Regions from separate parts of the Mus musculus genome. Here region 1 is linked to region 2. A link is a contact called in public HiChIP or PLAC-seq data. All regions are on one chromosome and are shown on one strand. The core of a region is the stretch at or near the end of the contact, and the rest is flanking DNA. Distances in the headings are between cores, read along the strand shown.

The links. HiChIP or PLAC-seq counts read pairs in DNA pulled down with a chosen protein or histone mark.
Region 1: an H3K4me3 HiChIP or PLAC-seq map of embryonic forebrain shows a contact between it and region 2, with 5 times the contacts expected there. The contact joins the enhancer-like site here to the promoter of Mon1b in region 2. A contact is called at or near these places in 11 of 39 promoter capture datasets (the 3T3-L1 cell line, cranial neural crest, embryonic stem cells and 6 more), 1 of 15 datasets of contacts at CTCF or cohesin (large pre-B cells), 2 of 484 Hi-C or Micro-C datasets (embryonic stem cells and nephron progenitors), 15 of 115 datasets of contacts at active chromatin or transcription factors (acute myeloid leukemia, bone marrow-derived macrophages, cardiomyocytes and 10 more) and 4 of 9 other capture datasets (adipose tissue, embryonic stem cells, liver and 1 more).

What each region holds. Positions count from the first base shown.
Region 1 is chr8:113,976,300-113,980,723 of GRCm38.p6, forward strand. No RefSeq gene overlaps it. Among named protein-coding and RNA genes, the nearest start is that of Gm30107, 100 kb to the right of the region's middle. Within about 2 kb of position 2,827, at least 11 of the 459 cell types and tissues checked have an H3K27ac peak or open chromatin away from gene starts, as enhancers often do. A contact at or near this core is called in embryonic forebrain, where this site is marked.
Region 2 is chr8:113,633,143-113,637,600 of GRCm38.p6, forward strand. Mon1b (MON1 homolog B, secretory traffciking associated) reads left to right here and starts at 2,657. Exons shown (of 5, transcript NM_173015.3): 1 at 2,657-3,127. The coding sequence starts at 2,980.

The DNA of each region.
Region 1 (4,424 bases), core at 1,577-4,076, 340 kb after region 2:
AGAATTTCCCAGTTGTGAAGACACCGCGCGCACACACACACACATATGCACCCACATGCACACACATACATGCCTGGGCTTTTCCCATTATGCACCAGTACTATTTCCCAGCTGTAAAGACCCCACCCACCCACCCACACACATACACATGCATGTGTGCGTGCACATTATCACCGATGGCCTGGAAAAGGCAGGGCCACCACAGCTAAGGACTACTGCTTGAGAGGAATAGAGACAAGATTACAAGGAGGAGGCAGACAAGAAGCAGCAGCCAGGCCTTGAAAGTTAATTTCAACTGAAGGAAGAGGGAAGGGCTTTTCCCTGGGATCTTGTTTTCCTGCTTGCCAACCTGTTCCCTTCCCATCCCAAAGCCTTCTGTCCCAAGGTGCTTTGTAGATACAGGCTGTGCAGATGAGTCTGGGAGACTTCACAGTCATATGCCGCCCTCCCCTACCCCTGGTGGAAAGAGTGTGTCTGAGTCTCAATTGTCGACCAGGAGTAGATAGATATCTTGACTGTATTCCCAGGTGGCCCTTTTCATCCTTCAGTCATCACTGTTGCCATGGAGATTCCTGAGTTTTCTGCCACCCACGTGTGACCTCTCATCTCCTCATGATGTTCATCCAGGCATCCCAGGGAAATCCTGGGCAGGGACCTGCCAAAAACTGCAACAGAGGCAACAGGTCTGTCCCCTTATCTAAGACTGCCCCACCCCGACCCCAGCTTCCCCTGAGTGTCCCACGAGGAACACTCAGCACGAAGAGATTCATCAGAGATGCGGCCAGAGGGTAGTGGGCCAGCCAGCCAGCCATAGCCTCTCAGCAGGGCTAGGAGACACAGGCAGAGCCAGCTTGCTTTCAACCAAGGCAGCCTGCACCCTCTCCTCCCTCTCTTCGTGCTCTACAGCCCCACCTCCGCCCCCACCCCCTGCCCCCAGCCCTGTGGTTAATAGATTCCTCTTTGCTCCAACCTTCAACCTTCAAAGTCCCAGGGTTAAGGTGGGAGGGCAGACTTGAGAGGGTTTCCTAGAGCTGAACATTAACTCAAACACTTCAGGTGAGCACTTTAGACACCTGGTATTAGGAAGCAATGCACTCAACTTCTAGAATGTTCTTTGTCATCCCCCCTCCATCACTGGCCCCTCTGTTCTTGAGACTTTGTCTGCGTTGTTTCCTGTGTGACAAATGTCATTCGTCTACATCTTAAACAGTCAGGGAAGACACGTAACAGAATCTACATTTTTTCCTTTCCTATTTTTCTTTTTTAAATAGCCACCAGAAACATTTTCCGTGTCAGACATGGAGCAGATGTTTAACAAGGGCTTGGTGTGAGCTGGAAGTTGGCTAAAGGTGGTGTGGCAATAGCGCTTTGCTTCAAGCCTTGACTGGAGCCCAAGCCAGTAACTCCCTCCGTAGCTTCATCTCCCTATCAATCATCCTGCCCCTCATTAATCAGCTTGCGGTTGTTTCCAGAACGCATACTGATTTTCAGGTGCTTTGCTGAATACCGGAGCAATAATCGTGTAGAAAACAGAGGTTGGGGCTGGTAGGGGATAGCTCTATGGGTGAGAGTACTTGCAACACAGCAGAAAGAGACCTGAGTTCGAAACCTTGGGTGGCACTTCCTTAGGCCCTGCCCACTTCACTTTTGTGAGACACGCTGTCACTGAGACCTGGAACTTGCCAATTAGGTCAGACTGGCTAAACAATGAGCCTCGGGGATCCACCCATCTCTGCTTGCTCAACCCTGGGATGACAAGAGTATACTACCTTTCCAGTGTTTGATGTGTGTGTGTGTGTGTGTGTGCACTAGAAAATGAACACAGATCCCCACACTTGCATGGCAAGCATTTTACCAACTATACTACCGCCCCAGACCTAGGTATGATCCATTTTTACATAGCACTTTCTTAATCAGTAATTTCCAGTTTTACTGCTTGATGTCTTTTTTCATCACAGACTTACAGGTTGCCTCCCTCTCCTCTCCCGTTCAACATATACTTTTAAAAGTATATGTTAAAAAAAATGTTTTCTATCGTGGTCTATCCATTGGCTGGTAAGTTTCTGGTACTTTCTACTGGCAGTACATCCCTCCAATAGGTAGAGCACATCTTTGTATGTCCAGGCACAGGAGAGAGTCAGCACCTGGCGCGTTAGTGGTTAGTGGTAGTTAGAATATACTTCTCAAGGAAGTATTCTCTTTTTCATTATAAAGAGATAACAGGCTGATGATCCAGTTCCAGGAGGAAAGAATGTGAACCCTCTTTGTCAGATCAGAGGCAACTATCCCACACTATTACCCAGGACCTGGTCATCTCCTCACAGACACTGACACACAAGCGCATGGGAGATTGGGCCGCTCCCCTGCCCCATCTCTCAAAAATGTGGAATGAGACGTGGGTCTGACATGTATTTCCAATGAAATTCACACCGGGGCTCACGGGTTCTCAGCATCTCTGCCACAGGTTTGCTAATACTTTCTCTGTGCTCCACTGCAAAGTGGGAGGGGGTGGGGGGAGCTCGTGAGCCTGCTTCATCAGATGGGATTGTGTGAACCATGATGCAAGCTCAGGGTCTCCAGAGATATAAACAACTCTAATCAGCAAGTGTTCTGGGAAGTAAATAAAGACTGGAGGGTACAAGAACACCAGGAAGGGTCCAGGCCAGAAAGAGAGGGCCTGTGTTTGCTTTAAAATATAAATACAGCACTTGGACAGGAGAGACTAAAACCATACACTTCCTGTCTCAGTATCACCCCTGTGGTTAAACGATGATCCCTGAAGTACTCAGGGGCTTGCCTGTTGGCAGATGGTGTAGCATCCATTATCAGTCCATCAGCCGCGCTAGAATGACCCCAAGGAAAAGTGTTTTTCTCTGCAGCATCTGTGCAAATAAACACTGACAATTGCTAATTCCAAGCTGCCTGCCTGTAGTAAAGCGATCTAAATGATGTCAACTCGGTTAACTCGTGAGCCGTGGCTCACCTCCAGTTGGATCTGAGACGTCAATTTGCTAATTCCTCCGATTTCTCTCCTTTCTTCTTGCTCTTGACCTTGACAGATTAACACTCTGAAAGTGAGGCAGGGGTTTCCCAGCCAGAGGGCTTCTAGTGTTCCTATTGCTAGGACTGGAACTTCCAACTGTCCTCAGAAGGCTGAGGGTGATTAGCAGTGGTGATCCCTGTGACACTGGGAACCTGGGGGTCTGGAACGAGGAGGATGAAAGACTCGACTGGTGGGGAGCAAGGACTGGGGGATGCTGACTGTTTGTGTACAGTGAGAGGGACCTTGAACTTCGGTAGCTACCTGCAGATGAGATTATACAGTGGTGGTCTAGGACTTAGAATACGGACGTGGTTTTAAACACTGTTTTGCCACATCCTTGAACGGTTTATTCAGCACTCCTCAGATCGTCTCACAGAGCCATCAGCAAGGAGGAAGGGTGCACAGAGAGAGTGTCGTCATGCAAATTGATTACAACACTTAGTGTGGACGACAAGCAGAACATCCATGTAAACTATTGCATTAAGCATAAGTTAACCAGAAACTTTACATACACAGCTGAGGAATGAATACAGATTCCCTGTAACATTTCAAGGAGTTGGACCAGGGGATGGAGAGAGAGTTCAGTAGATCAGAGACCTGAACTGTTCTTCCAGAAAATCCGGAGTTGAATTACTAGCACTCACATGGAAGCTCAAAACCATCTGTAACTCCAGTTCAAGGAGATCTGCCACCCTCTTCTGGCCTCCTTAAGTACTGCATGCATACGATGTAACATACATACATGCATACATACATACAGGCACACGTAAAACAAAGATATTTTAAAAAAAGAAGTTGGTCCAGGATGTGTAGTATCGGGGAAGGAGGAAATCGTAGAGGGGAGAGAAGGGCACTCCAGAGGGACCAAAGTCACCATGTTGGAATGTGTGAGCTGTGGTGGCAAAACTACAGTCCTTAAGGACAACCGAGGTCCAAAGAAGAGAGCTGAAGGCACATACTCCCTCCATGCCCATGTGCTAAGGGTGGAAGGAACACCCTCGACAGGGAAGCCAGGGCGCTGCTGTCACTGAGAAGGAGCAAGCTTTTAGGATGGAATGACAGAGTGGTCAGAGTAGTGGCTGCTGCCAATACAGGAGAAAAATGACTGTGGAGGGCAGAGCTCACTGGTAGATGCTTGCCTGGTGTGCACGTGGCGGAGCTTTTATCTTGAATACTGTAGACAAAAATAAATACATAGGAAACTAAAACCCTCTCCTAACCACAACAAAGATGTGTTTCCTTGCCTCTCCAGCATCAACCCCCTTCGGTGCTCCCTCTGCCTCTCCTCTACCACACACGCTTTCCCTGTTCTCCAAACACCTCAAATTCTTTCCAAGCTCAGAGTCTGTACCATCGTTCTCTTCTACCCCCAGGACTTGGC
Region 2 (4,458 bases), core at 1,407-3,906:
TAAGGAATGTCTTTAAGACCTCTAATATTGGAACAAGAGCAAAAGGTTTCCAGTGAGGTCCAAGCCTGGGACAGGGAGTGAGGGACTGAGTGTCCGTAGGTCCATCCATCACTTTATCTTTCCTTCACACTAGCGAGTGCAAGGCTATCTAGCTATCTATCCTTCCTTTGTTTAAAAAAATCAATTTATAATATTGTAATATGTCTAGAGACCTCTAATCATGTTATCCTTCAATCCTATTGATCACTGGTTTTATCATTTAAGCACACATTTTAGTAACTATGCTGACCTTTTCAAAGAAAGAACGATTTCTACATTGTCTCTTTTGACTGTATGTCTTCCCTCTCACTGAATTGCATCTTTATTGTCGTCTTATTTCTACTGCAGGTCTAGCTTCCTCTCATTCCCTATCATCTTAAGGCTCCCGTGTAGATCATTGGTTATGAGTGTCTCTTCTCATACCCGTGTGAATATATAAAGTTGCACATTTCCCTGTGAGCACTCGTGATTTACAGTCTCCGCAGTTGCTCATTCTTCCTGTTTTCATGAAGCTGAAGATACTCCTGAATATCCCATGGATTTAATATTTGAGTCATAATGTGTTCATATGATGAGTACTGACCTAATTCCTACTCTTGGAAGAATTCTCCAATCTCTGCTAACAATAGCCACAATTTCTGTTGTAATCAAACAATTTTCTCTGAAAGATTTAGCTTCTAAAGGGGCATTAACTTTTTTTTTTTAATTTTTTGGTCCAGCATGCGCATTTGGAAAAAAATCCACTCTGTTGTAATTGAGCAGAATTTTTTTAATAAATATCAATTCATTTGCCAGCTGTTGATCATATCTTCTGTAACCTTATTTATTTATTTAGATATTAGATATTTAGATTTAAATATTTATCTATTTTTTTTTTTGCCATCAGTTTCGGCCATTTTTAGTGAGCACAGAATGTTGAAATCATCACCTAACCTCATGAGCTATTTTCCCTTTGAGTTTTTGTCAATTTGACAGTTAGGTACTTTGAAGTTTTGTCTTTGAGTATCTAAATATTCAGGGATGTTATGTCTCCTGGCTGATGACACCTCCTTGATCTTGGAGCCCGGAGGGATGGGTCTCACGAGGTAGAATGCTTGCCCAGAATACATGAAGCCTTGGGTTCGCACCACAGCATGACACAAACCTGGTGTTAAGGGCACATCAGTTATTTCAAGTACTGGGGAAACAGAGGCGGGAAGCAGAGTAATCCTTGCCACTTGGTGAGTGAGAAGCCAGCCCGGGGTACCCGAAACCCTGTATCCAAAACAGAAATCCTCGACCTTTATGTCATTATGTCGTCGTCGTCGTTGTTGTTATTTTAACTCTATTTTCTCTGATAATAATATAGTAACACTCAGAGACACAAACTGCGAGGCTTCAAGCAGTCTCAAAGACCAATGTACAGAAAGACCTAAAAAACGGACCTGGACGTCCAGAACAGGGATATTCACACCCTCATTCTAAACCTAAAGGCAATGGCAGGTGCTGGAGCAGCACTGTAATCTACTCTGACTTGGGTTTAGGGCCAGATAGAGGGTGAGGGAGGAGGATCGCGAGTTTAAGGCCAGCCTGGGTTATTAGGAGCCTGTGACTCAAAACCAAAATGAACAACACTTAGTTTGGAGCGACTTCTGGCCGCCTAGATACACCTATCCCCGCTCCACAGCCTTAAGGAAGAGAGCATCTAGGTGCTTCTGTTCACAAGATTCCTCACTGCTGTTGCTGCCCCTGGCCCATCATACATAGTAGCCAATGGTGATACCCGGAGGTAGGTGCGGCAGAATTCTCAGCCAACCAGAACGCAGCGGTCCCTGACAACCACACCCCCCACTCCGCTATTGGATTAGGCTGCCGATCTGGTTGGCTCGGCCCACAGAACCTCTCCTTGCTAGTGGGGTGCGCTCGTGTTGCCCGCACACACTAGCCCTAAGCAGCTTGCTTTTGTTTCCGTAAGCTCCCCTCGCAGGCTGGCGGAGTCCAGAATCCCAAGAGTCAGTCCCACCAGCAGAGCCCGCCTCTTGCTTCAGCATCCGAGTCCCATAGGCTGACTGGGCTGCGGGCGACGTTCCGATTGGAAAGAGAGCTGTCCGTCAAGCATACGCTCCGCCCTGCCCCTATAATTGAATAAAAGAGCGTGAAGTTGTCTCAATACTGGGGACGCGAGTTCATTGGTTCGGCATTCTCTCATTCCAGCAAAGACCGGAACAGGAGTGAGGTTTCGGTTAGAAACAGGGAGATGTCAGTCAAGGGATGAGCAGTGGCTTTCGCCAATTAGCGCACACTATCTGCGGAGGCTCCACCAGAATGGGGCGGGACATAAGGGAGAGCCTACTCTTGATTGGGTGAGAGGGACTAGGTCCCGCCCCCTCGACCTAGTAGATTTCCAGGCCGCGCCCCCTTCAGCCGGTAGCCCTTGGTACGCGAAGTGGGCCGGTCTGGCCCCACTTCACAGCCGATCCTGGCTGCGTCCGGTGGAAGGACGCGCAGATTCCACAGAGTTCCGGGAGAGTCCCGCGCTATCCTTACGGTGAGGGAACGCAGCGTGTGGCTGCCATTGGCACTCCGGGGAGTCAATACGGCCGTGAAACCGGAAGTGTCCCGGGGAGGCGTCGCTTCCGGAAGTGTGGCAAGTCCCCACCACACCAGGAAGTGTGGTGCGGCAGCGGCTCCTCAAAGTGTTGCTGTCCACCCAGTTGAGATAAGAGGTTGAAACAGGTGTTGATGTACCGTGTTGGCAGAAGCCCAGCGGAGCGTCACCCATCCGAAAGTGCCGGAGGGTGCAAGTATTTGGTCATGGTTTTGAATGTCGCGTCCTGTCGAAAACCGTAGGGGAAACCGCACTAGGAATGTATCCGGGGGGTCTGGCTCCCTGAAGGCTTGTAAGAAGTTTTCTGTTGCTGCCCATCACCCTCGATTCCCCTTCTCTCCAGGGATGTGCAGATGGAGGCCGGAGGAGATAATGCTGTCCCAGCCCCCGGGGGCGTGGAGGACTTGGTGGACACGCAGTTCCCCAGAGAGGAGGCTGGAGACAGTGAAAGGGTTCACGCAAGCACGCTGGATCCCGGAGATGGGGACCCGGAGGACACAGGTATAGCTTCCCTCAATAAAGCCTTGGAAGCAAACCCCCAGGGCTTGTCATTGCTAGCTGAGCGGGAAGAGATCAGTGGGAGACCAGTGGGCAGTCTTTGGGAACCCAAGAAAGTAGCTTGAGGCATAGCTCTCAGTCAGTCGTTGGACACAGACTTGCTGACTTAATTGAAATCGTTGAGAAATGACATAGAAGCCAATGGGTGTCAGCTGTTGTCCGGAAGGGGCAGCATTGTGCCTCTACAAATGTATTCTATGGTGGGTGGTGGTGGTGGTGGTGGTGGTGGTGGTGGTGATAGTGTCAAGGCTAGGAAGATGGACTGTGCTGGTTTGCCCGGAACAGTCCCATTTTAACAATGGTGTTCTCACATCCTGGGACACCCTTCTGTTGCAAGGAAATTAGAATGTACTTGACCTGAGTGTACCACCTTAAAGAAACAAAGGGGGCATAGTTGGGTCCCAAAAGGGTTGTCTTGATGGGAGTTCCTTGATGGGAATTGAGACGTGTTGCTTGGGTATTTGGGAACATGGGAATATCGGTACGCAATTAAGAACATAGGAAAACACTTGAGGGTGAAAAAATCAGATGGGGTTGCAAATGGATGATTGTCCTTGGGTGAGTCAGTAGACATCAGAGGCGGTGGGAAGAAAGCAAGGGGCTTCATTATGGGATTTAAAGTGATAACTCTGGGCGGAAAACTGTGGGAACCGTGAAAACCTTGTGGGTTAGTGATTGTTAATGGTGGCCATTGGTGGAGTGGGGGCCCAGACCTGGAGGAAAATAAGAACTGTCATGTAAAGGTTATTGAAGACTAAGGTGTCTGGGATGCTCATGGATGCTCTTATGTGTTTGCTTGGGTGTTAATGTAGCAGCAGAGGGAATTGGGGGGGGGGGGTGGCTGAAGGCTAGGAGTCCTGTCGATCTGGGTGTCAGTGGCGGCTGTCATGGGAAAAATAAGGACCACCACTGGGAGTCTGGTTAGCCTGGAGAGTCACCGGGCATCAGCAGGCATCAGTGGATGTGGGTGCGGGTAGAAAAGGGTTAGGGGAGTCAGTGGGGGCACTTTAATGGTGGTCACCGGGGGGTAAGTACACGTGAGAGGGATAAAGAAGGCGTCAGAGGAGTTAAGGAAGAGCCTCTGTAAATAAGGAGGCCAGTAGTCATGCAGAGAGCAGGCGGGTGCCTTGAAGGCCTGGGAAGGCAGTGTCTGAAGGGAATAATGGAGGGGCCAATGAAGGACAGTGAGGACATGTTGGGTTGTGTTTTAGGGTGAGGCTCATTGGCACCTTAGTGTTGGTGGACATTGTCAGCCATGTTCACTGAACAGCTAG